Linked DNA regions of Mus musculus: region 1 is linked to region 2. The links are chromatin contacts, called in public Hi-C maps. All regions are on one chromosome and are shown on one strand. Each heading gives the region's core, a stretch centred on a gene start, on an enhancer-like site or on the middle of the called end of the contact. The rest is flanking DNA. Distances are from core to core; before and after follow the strand shown.

Evidence for each region. Hi-C and Micro-C count contacts between places; a contact is called where the count stands out from the background.
Region 1: a Hi-C map of the N1E-115 cell line shows a contact between it and region 2, with 2.5 times the contacts expected there. The contact joins two enhancer-like sites. A contact is called at or near these places in 3 of 484 Hi-C or Micro-C datasets (the G1E-ER4 cell line, the HPC-7 cell line and the N1E-115 cell line), 1 of 115 datasets of contacts at active chromatin or transcription factors (vascular smooth muscle cells) and 2 of 9 other capture datasets (adipose tissue and pancreatic islet).

What each region holds. Positions count from the first base shown.
Region 1 is chr4:107,585,061-107,589,915 of GRCm38.p6, reverse strand. The region is part of intron 4 of Glis1 (GLIS family zinc finger 1); the gene reads right to left. Among named protein-coding and RNA genes, the nearest start is that of 4930552P06Rik, 9.9 kb to the left of the region's middle. Within about 2 kb of position 3,540, at least 1 of the 459 cell types and tissues checked has an H3K27ac peak or open chromatin away from gene starts, as enhancers often do. A contact at or near this core is called in the N1E-115 cell line, where this site is marked.
Region 2 is chr4:107,490,359-107,494,929 of GRCm38.p6, reverse strand. All of the region lies in intron 2 of Glis1 (GLIS family zinc finger 1), which reads right to left. Among named protein-coding and RNA genes, the nearest start is that of Gm46866, 57 kb to the right of the region's middle. Within about 2 kb of position 1,764, at least 9 of the 459 cell types and tissues checked have an H3K27ac peak or open chromatin away from gene starts, as enhancers often do. A contact at or near this core is called in the N1E-115 cell line, where this site is marked.

The DNA of each region.
Region 1 (4,855 bases), core at 2,291-4,790, 93 kb before region 2:
CTTCATGCTCTGCCTCCTACTAACTTCTGAGATCCATTCTACAGCGTCTGGGGTAGCTGCAGTCACTGCGGATCACTTTACCCCAGGGCCTGGGGTATGGGTTTTGGGCCATTCTGCCGTAACACAACCAAACCGTGCAGAACTGTGGACTGTTTTACTATGCTGGCTACAGGACGTTCTGAGAGACTGGGAAGAAACCAACCAGAAAGTTGCAGCCTAAAGCCTGGCTGTGAATTGCCTGATGACAGGAGTTGGCAGCAGGTCGCAGGTGGTTCTGGGGTTCAGCTCCATCTTTACCTCGGCCTGCACAGGAGACACAGTCGGGCTCTGAAGTGGCTGACTACCGGGTTCTCAGTGTTTTGCAGAAACATTTAACACTATGGTTGGCCTCTGCTACCCTCAAATGCTTCCTGCGTACGGTCAAGCATCCAAGGATGAAAAGTGTCCCCTAAGTCCCAAACTCCATCCGTACTGAACATGTTCTGTTTTTTCTGGTCATTATTCTCCATGCAGACAGCAAAACAGCCATTTGCACACAGCAGTTACGGTGCGGGATAGATGAGATGTAAGGAGGAATCTAGAGATGATTTAAAGTAGCTGAAGGCTGGGCACACATTACAAGCAAACACTGCAGCATTCCACATAAGGGACTTGAGCATCTGCAGATTTTGTGATCTGTGGGAGGTCCTGGAACCAACACCGTGTGGATAAGGAAGAACCACTGTGCCCCTTTACAAGACAAAGGCATGCTATACCATCTCACGACTGAAGATGATAAACACAAGAAGGCAGGCAGATGGGAGAACCCCGGTGGGAAATGAGCCTCAAGGTCAGACGTCGCCTAGCGTGGGTTTCAGTGTGTGGAACTGTTTAAAGACTGAACCACAAGACGTGGGAAGAGCCTGAGGAGAAAGCTTAGTCTGCATAGTGCTTGCCACAGAAGCAAGGACCTGATATCCATCCTCGGCTCTCTACAGAAAAAGTGGGTACGGTGGTCACATTGCAATCCCAGTATTGGGGAGGCAGAGACAAGACGGCTTCTGAGGTTGCTGACCAGTCAGTCTGCTGAGTCAGCAAGCTCCAGGGTCACTGAGAGACCCTGTCTCGAAAAGGGGGCGGGGTGGGAAGTGACTGACACACCATTCAGCCAAGACATCCACAGCCAAGAATCAGCTGTGCACTCTCTGCCACAAGTAAAAGTTTAAACATGACCTTATACCGAGGGGCTGGCAAAACCAACCAGCAGTATTAGAAAAGTTCAGAATTAAAAATAAAAATTTTAATTAAAAGTGTCTTCGTGACTTAAATTAGGTAAACAGTAGCTTAGACAGCACTGACCCAGGAGGAGGAGCTGAATTCCAACCAGAGGGCTAGACGCCAGGCTGAGAGGGCACGCCTCTAGTCAGAGCCTCAGGAGGGAAGATGGTGTGGAAGAAAAGCTGAGGGCCACAGAGAGTGTGTACCAACCAGAGCTGCGAACGTACAGAGACTTGAGAGGACCAAAATGTTGAAGCACATAAGAGCAAAGGCCAGAAAGGCTGCACAGTACAACCTCGAGACCATGCTCATCGCCAAGACAGAAGCCAGGTTTAAGGGAATAATGTAGTCAGAGTACTGAGAAAAAGAACTGCCAATCAAGCAAAGGTACCAGGAAGCTGGAAACCGATCCCGGAAGGAAGGTGTGAGCTGCGTAAGATGTGGGGGTGTGCAGCTGAATCTACACTTGCTGGGCAGAGCTCGGCGCCTCTGCCATGAAACAACAGCGCTCGGAACATGTGGCAGTTGCAAAGGCCAGGGTCAGAGCCCTTCAGCCCCCGCAATAGCTGGCACACAGGGACGGTAGGGACCGGGTGGCCAGCAGTGGCCTGAAGCTTGCATGCAGCTACAGACACAGGCAGAGCGCTCACTCACTGTCTGCTCTTTTAGGTCAAGAATGTCTGATAAAATCTGAAGCTAATCACCAACAAAAGAACTTGAGTATATAACTTCCAAGACTCCAGGCGGGAGGCGGGGCGAATAGTTGTTCTTAATTCAGAAAAATAAACCAATTAACAGAAACTCAGGGAAAAAAATGGGGGCACCGAAAAAGCAGAAGGCAAAAATGTAAGTCTGTTCTTCTAGAGATCCTGAGTTCAATTCCCAGCAACCACATACAGGTAGCTCACAATAATTTGTAACATGATCTGGTGCCTTCTTCTGGTGTGTCAGAAGAGAGTGACAGGGTACTCATATACAAAAATAAATCTTTAAAAAACAAAAAACAAAAAAACAGGGGCTGGTGAGGTGGCTCAGCGGGTAAGAGCACTGACTGTTCTTCCGAAGGTCCTGAGTTCAAATCCCAGCAACCACACGGTGGCTCACAACCACCCGTAATGAGATCTGACGCCCTCTTCTGGCGCGTCTGAAGACAGCTACAGTGTACTTATATATAATAAATAAATAAAATCTTAAAAAAAAATCAGAAACATGGACCCAGCTGTGGTGGTGCAGTCCTGTAATCTCAGCATTTGGGAGTTTGAGGCAGAGGATTGCTGACTTCTTGCCCAGCCTTAAACAACAACTACCAACAATAAAAAGGGAAACATGCCCAAATGCATTGGTCACCACAGCACTGAAAAGGCCACACGCTAATTGAAAGAGACCTGACTAAAGAACAACACAATGAAATAATCCCCACCTGCCAATTCCACTGATCGTACCTAAAAGCCAAGAATGTAAAACGGATAAAGTGAAAGGGTAGCAAAGATGTCCCAGGCACACACCATCCACAGGCTGGTGCAGCCACGATAGTATCTGACCCTGTAGAGCTTGCAGGGGGAAAAAAACTTTACTAGATCCGTTTTCTAATGATAAAAAGCTTTATACTTCTAGAGGCCAAACGGTGCAGCAATGAAAGCCAGCCACACGGATGGAAACGCAGGTTACCACCACGGGGGAAGAGAGCACGCTTCTTTCCATTTCTAATATGTTAAGCAAAAAGAAGTGAATAAAGTTGCCAATTTGGACACTACGAGAAGACTTTCTATGGAATAAAAACCAAGTGTGCACATTTTCCCTCAAGCACACAGCAACATTTACAAAAACCTGCCATATATTAGGTCTAAGGGTCAGACCGTGTAAATAATGCTCTTCAATTATAGTGGAATTTAATTAGAAGGCAATAAAAGGGGGGAAATGTCCCTATGTTTGGAAAATGAAAGACTTCCTGCCTCAGCCAAAGTATCAGAACGAGTACAGTGATATTCATCTGGGGCTGAGCAGTGAGGCCAGAGCCGCACCAGGGTTCTGAGGACAGGGACGGGGGTGCCAGAGGGGAGGGGTGCGCTGTACAGGACTGTTCCACCAGGAGAAGAAGGAAGCTGGAACTGAAGTCCTAGGAGACTCACTGTAGACAGGAAAGGAAGGAGATAATAAAGATAAATGCAAAAGCTCATGTGGTCTAAACAGAGACAACAGAGACAAAGAAGTCAGGAACTCGTTCTTGAAAAGACCAGGAAGTGAGAGAAACCTCTGGGAAAGGAGCAAGAAGACAGGGAGAAGGCACGCACATGAACAATGCTAGCAAGGAGAGCACTGTCATTACAAATCCAGCAGAGGTTTCAACGGTAAGAGCCGGAGCTGGAGAGGTGGCTCACAACCGTCTGTGACTCCAACTCTAGGGGATCCAATGCCCTTTTCTGGCCACATAGTACACACACATATGGGACACACACACACACACACACACACACACACACACACACACACACGAAGGAGGAGGAGGAGCAGGAGGAGGAGGAGGAGGAGGAGGAGGAGGAGGAGGAGGAGGAGAACACTGATTGAAACCTGGCAATGCCTGTCATCCCAGCTACTCAGGAGGCTGAGTCAGGTGGGTGCTAAATTGAGCCAGCTTGGGCAACCTAGAGAGAACTTGTTTCAAAATAGAAGGCAAGAAAGGGCTGGGGTTATAGCTCAATGGGAAACTACTTGTCCAGCACGTGCAAAGCCCTAGGTTCAGTACTCAGTACCACAAAACAAAACCCAAGACGAAAAAGCAAGATGTGACTGATTCATGGCCATGAATTTGAAAACATACACAAAATCAACAAATTCCTGAAGGCGGGAAATGACTTCAAAGGAAATAGAGGTCTTAATGGTTCCATGCCAATTAACGTAATTGAAGCAGTAGCTTAAAATATCACAAAGATAACATCAAATGAAGACAGTTTTATAGGCAAGTTTTAACAAATGTCCAAAGACAGTGTCATTCTAGTCTTACATAAATGCTTCCAGTAATATAAAAGATATACCCCTCAACTCATTCTGCAAGACCACTTAAAACCCTGATATCAGAACAGAGGAGCCATGTGTGAGAAATCAGAACACAGCAGACATCACTCGTGGTGACATCACTAGTGGTGACTGTAGAAGGGACAGCACATTATAACCCAGTGGCTTTGCTCTTAGGGTTAACAGCAAAGTCTGCAACTTTAATTCCACATTTGAAAATTAAGCAATACACATACTATATATGTAAATATTCTGGATGTGTACTAATCAGTCTAAGAGTTGATGCCACTCAATGTTCTTAAGAAAAATAAGGAATAAAAAGAATGTCCTGGATTGAGGCTCTAGACATCCCTCTTAACACTGTACTGAAGCCTTGGATAACAAGACAAGGAAAGGAAAGAAAATGTACCCAGACTGGGGAAGAAGTGAGGCCATTCACAGCTGACACGGAAGTGTGTGTAAAAACTAGAAACAAAACACAACTGCTGGCATAAGCAAATCACAGCAATTGTAAGATACAAGGTTAATGTACAAAAAGCTATATGTTCCTAGACACTAGGAATGAACAATGAATTCTGAAATTTAA
Region 2 (4,571 bases), core at 515-3,014:
TGACCTAATGTCCTTGTGACTAACACATAAAGCCTTTTGGAATGAATAAAGACCACTAGCTTCTACCAACCAAGAGGCTGAGGGAGCCACATTGGAAGCCTATGACGGAGTTTTCCCCCCACTTGGCCTTAACCTGCCTAATAGCGCCACCACCAATGTATTTTAAAAGTGCCTTAAATCATGACTTTCTTCGTTCCCTTACCATAAAATCCGATCACTCAGTTACCATGTTGGAACACAGAATTTAGGGAGACTTGGATCTGTGTTTTAGGGACATGGTCACTCATTTTTAAATAACCTATTCTCCTATATGAGATGAAAGCTGTATTTCTGCATCAATGACAGCCACGCTGACTTACATCCCCAAGCCCTCTGCCTGACAAAGATCCTAGGCACAGGACATAGTGCAGGTCCCCTCAGGGTCCAGCCTGTCTCCTCTGCAACCTCGTCTTCCCACCTCTCTGTTCCTCTCGAAGGATCCAGCCTGGAATATTTCCCCCAAATCTTCTGAAACTCAAAAAGGGCCTAAGCCTAGGGAGGCCCTGGGCCAAGGAAACAGTTCTGCATACCCCATGCCCTTAGCGGCATCTCCCAAACTCCTTCCACCTGGGGGCCTTCCAGCCATGCAGGGAGCTTCAGGGCCAGTGATTAGACCCTGTTCCCTCCTGATGCCCCACACTGTAGCCTTCCCTTCTGTCCTTCTCACCAGGTGCTTCTGAAACCTGGGGACCAACCTTGAGCCAAGATGGCCCTGGGCTTCTTCTTGGGCTGTTGCATATCAAGGAGGTATAAGCTGTGTAGTTAACACTTATACCCTTGCTCATTTGCTGGTGCAAGCTAGTTTTATGTCAACCTGATGGAACCTAGAGGCATTTGGAAAGAGGGAACCACAAACAAGAAAATATTCCCATTAAACTGGCCTATGGAACATTTTCTTATTCGTGATTTGTGAAGGTTATAGCTCATTTTCTCCCACATGGTGTTGGTACCCAGAACCACCTGACCTTCCTAATATTCCTACTGTATGGATATTCCTCAGAAACACTGTTGAAGGTCACAGAGCAAACTAGGAAGCCCCTGGATTGTGCCTGGATGTCCCCTCAGATGGCCTTTAGCTAAACTAGTCTATCTCCCTTGGTCTGCTGGGGCCCTCCATCCAGGTCTCTTCTATGTTCACTAGAGTTCTGAACTTGTCTCTATCTTGGAAACATGGCTGTGGAGAGGTGTGCACAGACAGAGCACCCTCAAGAAGGGGCAGTCTAAACAGAGCCTCATGGCCCCTCTGTGATCACCTGAGCCCCCTCTATGGACCCATCTCACAGCACAGGATCAGGATTCCAGCAGGGGCTCAACAGCAGGCAGGTGGATGGAAGGGGGGCATCTTTTCTACCTGATAAGGCTAGGCCATAGCCTGGCCCCTCTGCTCATGTATGCAGGATGAACTAGTTTCTTCTTAGTCCCTCATCTCACAAATACCACCTGAGCATCTCCTCCATGCCAGGCAGTGTGTGAGGGCTAAGGCTGTCAGAAAGCAAGCTGGATACATCCCAGGCAGCAGCCAGCAACTAGCCCCAGCTTAGCCCCAAGTGGGTCATCTGTTATGTGAGTAGAATAGACTTCACATGCATGGATTCGGGAAGGAAGCCGTCTGTCCACCAAAGACTCAATGACCAGGCAGCTCTCGGCCCAGTGGGGCCAGCTGACAGTATTTGGTCTGATTTGTGGCAGACACTTGATGTTGTACAGGCTCCATGACAACATGTGGAGATTACTGGTCTGATTTGTTAACCGAATGACTCAGCCCTAAGATAGAAGTGGCCAAGCAGCCTCAGCACAGACAGGAATCCCATTTCTGGACCAGACCTTCAGATTCGGAGATAAACCAGTTCTGACCAAAGGGTTCAGTGTACACATGTGGTGCACATAAATGAGTGTGGGTGCACACACACATACACACAAAACAATAAGTAAATCTCTTTTTTTTTTAAAGGTTCAGCCAGCAGGAATCAGTCTGAACTCACCTCTTCAATGAGGAGGCAGTCAGTCAGACAATAGTTTCTTCTGCATAAGGTTTGCAGATGGGACAGTGACCTCCCAGAGTAAAACTCCACAAACCTACACCCAATGTCCCCCTTGTAAGCCCAATAACCTCTTGATGTAATCATCTCAGACATCCATGCTGTCTTGAGAGGAGGGCTGTTGGTTACTTAAAGCCAGGGAGGGTCTCCCTCATCACTTCCTGACACCCAGATTTCAACACCCAGTAGAGAGTTAATAAAAGATTATAGGGTCCCGTATCTGAATTTTCTAAACGGAAGATACCTTTCAGCTCATCCTAGGCCATCAGCTAAATTAAATCTGGCAGGAAAAAGTTTCAAGCCCCACAGTGATGTCCGAATTCTCCACCGTGGGGAGCAAGGGAGAGTGAAGGAAATCCTGAGCTGTGCGCTGTTGCCATGGGTACAGCCACACCGACTACTCGGATGCCTCAGCCCCAAGGGAGTGGCAAAACTTTCTCCCTAGGGTGAGGATCAGAGGGATGGCAAAGTCTCCCTTGGGTGGGGGAGCCCATGTGTGAATGTAGATAGTATACGCAGAAAATATCCACCATAGCTTTCTCCCCCAGACAGTGAAGCCCTGAAGATTGCTCCTCCTAATGAGATAAGCTAGACCTGCTTCCTTGTTCAGTTGTATATAACAAGCATGCCTCCTTGTTTATATCACATGTATATGTATATACTAGTCCCACCTCATTCAGCTGCACGCAGCAACCCCACATCCATCCCTATTCCACTGTACATATTAAACAGGATAGGCAGGGGGCTCTAGGTCCTCTATCAGAAAGCCCAGTCCTCCCTAATCCCAGCCTTCCTGTTCATATGTACATGTTTGTCTTTTCTGCATTCCCTTGCTGCCCCAATCACATCCATCCCTGGATCCATGCTGGGCACCACACTCTATGCTGGCCTCTGAGCCCTCCTAGCAAGCTCCTGTCTCCATGGGGCTCCCAGTACACTAACCCGACTTGGTCTAGTAGTCATGTTCACATACTCTTTTACCAAGTGTTGTTTCCAAGGTGCTGTGATCATCTTTGCTCTCCGGCACCCAACACATCACCTGGCCAGCAAGGTCTACAAATGACTCAAGCTCTCTATAAAGCACGCAATGTGGGCAGTGTCCAAAGGGAGCAGACGCAGGGGAAGCTGCTGTCATCTCTGTGAGGGGAACGTGTGAGAGAATGCTTCTCATTCTGAGTTAGTCACTGCAGAATTGCTAGACAGCCGCCAGCGGAGAATTGTTTAAAACTACACGAACCTTTCTTTACAGCTGTAGATATTTCTAACAAGTAGAAGACTCTGAAGGACAACGGGCTCACTACGTGTGGAGTCGACACGGTAATGAGCTCTCAAAATACTTTTAACCAGAAGAAAAATGTCCAGGCGCAAAACCTATCCTGCAGAGCCCCGCTGAGCTGGCTGGGTCATATGAAGCCATATCTGGAAAGGGACCTGGGTACCTTGCATAATGAGAACAGACCCAGTGATGGCCTGGCTAATGCTCCTGGAAAGGGGACCCTTTGCATCAACAGGAAGAATGACCAGCCTCCTCCCCAAGGACTAGCTTTCAGAGAACCAGCAAGTGCTATGCAAGTTGCCAAGGGAGGGAAGCAACGAACAGTCCTACCTGGCCATGATGTCTATGAACCACAACACCGATCAGCACCCCTAAAGGTGCAACAGTGGCCTTCACAGCTTGGTGGTAACCAACAGCCGTCTAAGTGGACTCACGGCCTGCTCAGGAGGGAAAATCATGCCTGCTACTAGAAACCTAACCGACTATCGGGGCTAGTGACGTCATGGAATCTAAAAAGAGGACCCATGGCTGCCTCTTCACTAGACCAGTATAATTCCTAACGATGGTCTAAATATTACACCCACAGAGAAGTGTAGCCCTCACACACACACACACACACACACACCCCACCGGCAAAGAAGCTTCTCTCTGCAGCAGAGAGAAAATGAGAGAGAACCACAACGGGGCAAAATACAGAGATGGACTGATCATGGATGCCCAGCCCCAATACATACATCTGCAACACAACTCTGGCACCTGAGCCTCAGAGAACACAGAAGAAGAAAGAGTGGAGACTGTAAGAGCCAGCGGATGAGGAAGTCTGTTGTGAATAGTTGCCTCCTTCAAATGATCGGGAAGCTACACCCATTAGATCTCAACAATGTAGCAGCCTAAACAAGGCCCGAATAATGGCAATGCCAATGAACACGCTAACATGGAAGGGGGATCTCATGTGGCCCCGTCTTAGACAACTGCAGGCAAATCAGGACTGCTAAAAATGGGAGAACTAGTCTTTCCCAGGGATGAGCCCCAGAACTGGTTATCCAATACCAAGTGGTCAGCCCTGAAATCATATACACACAAGGAACACTAAACAGGCTCAGAAGGTAGTATTTATACGTGTGTGTGTGTAATTATAATGAAAAGGAGACCATGAATATGAGGGAGATGGAGAGGAACATGGGAGGGGTTGGAGGGAGGAGGCATGAGGGCCACCC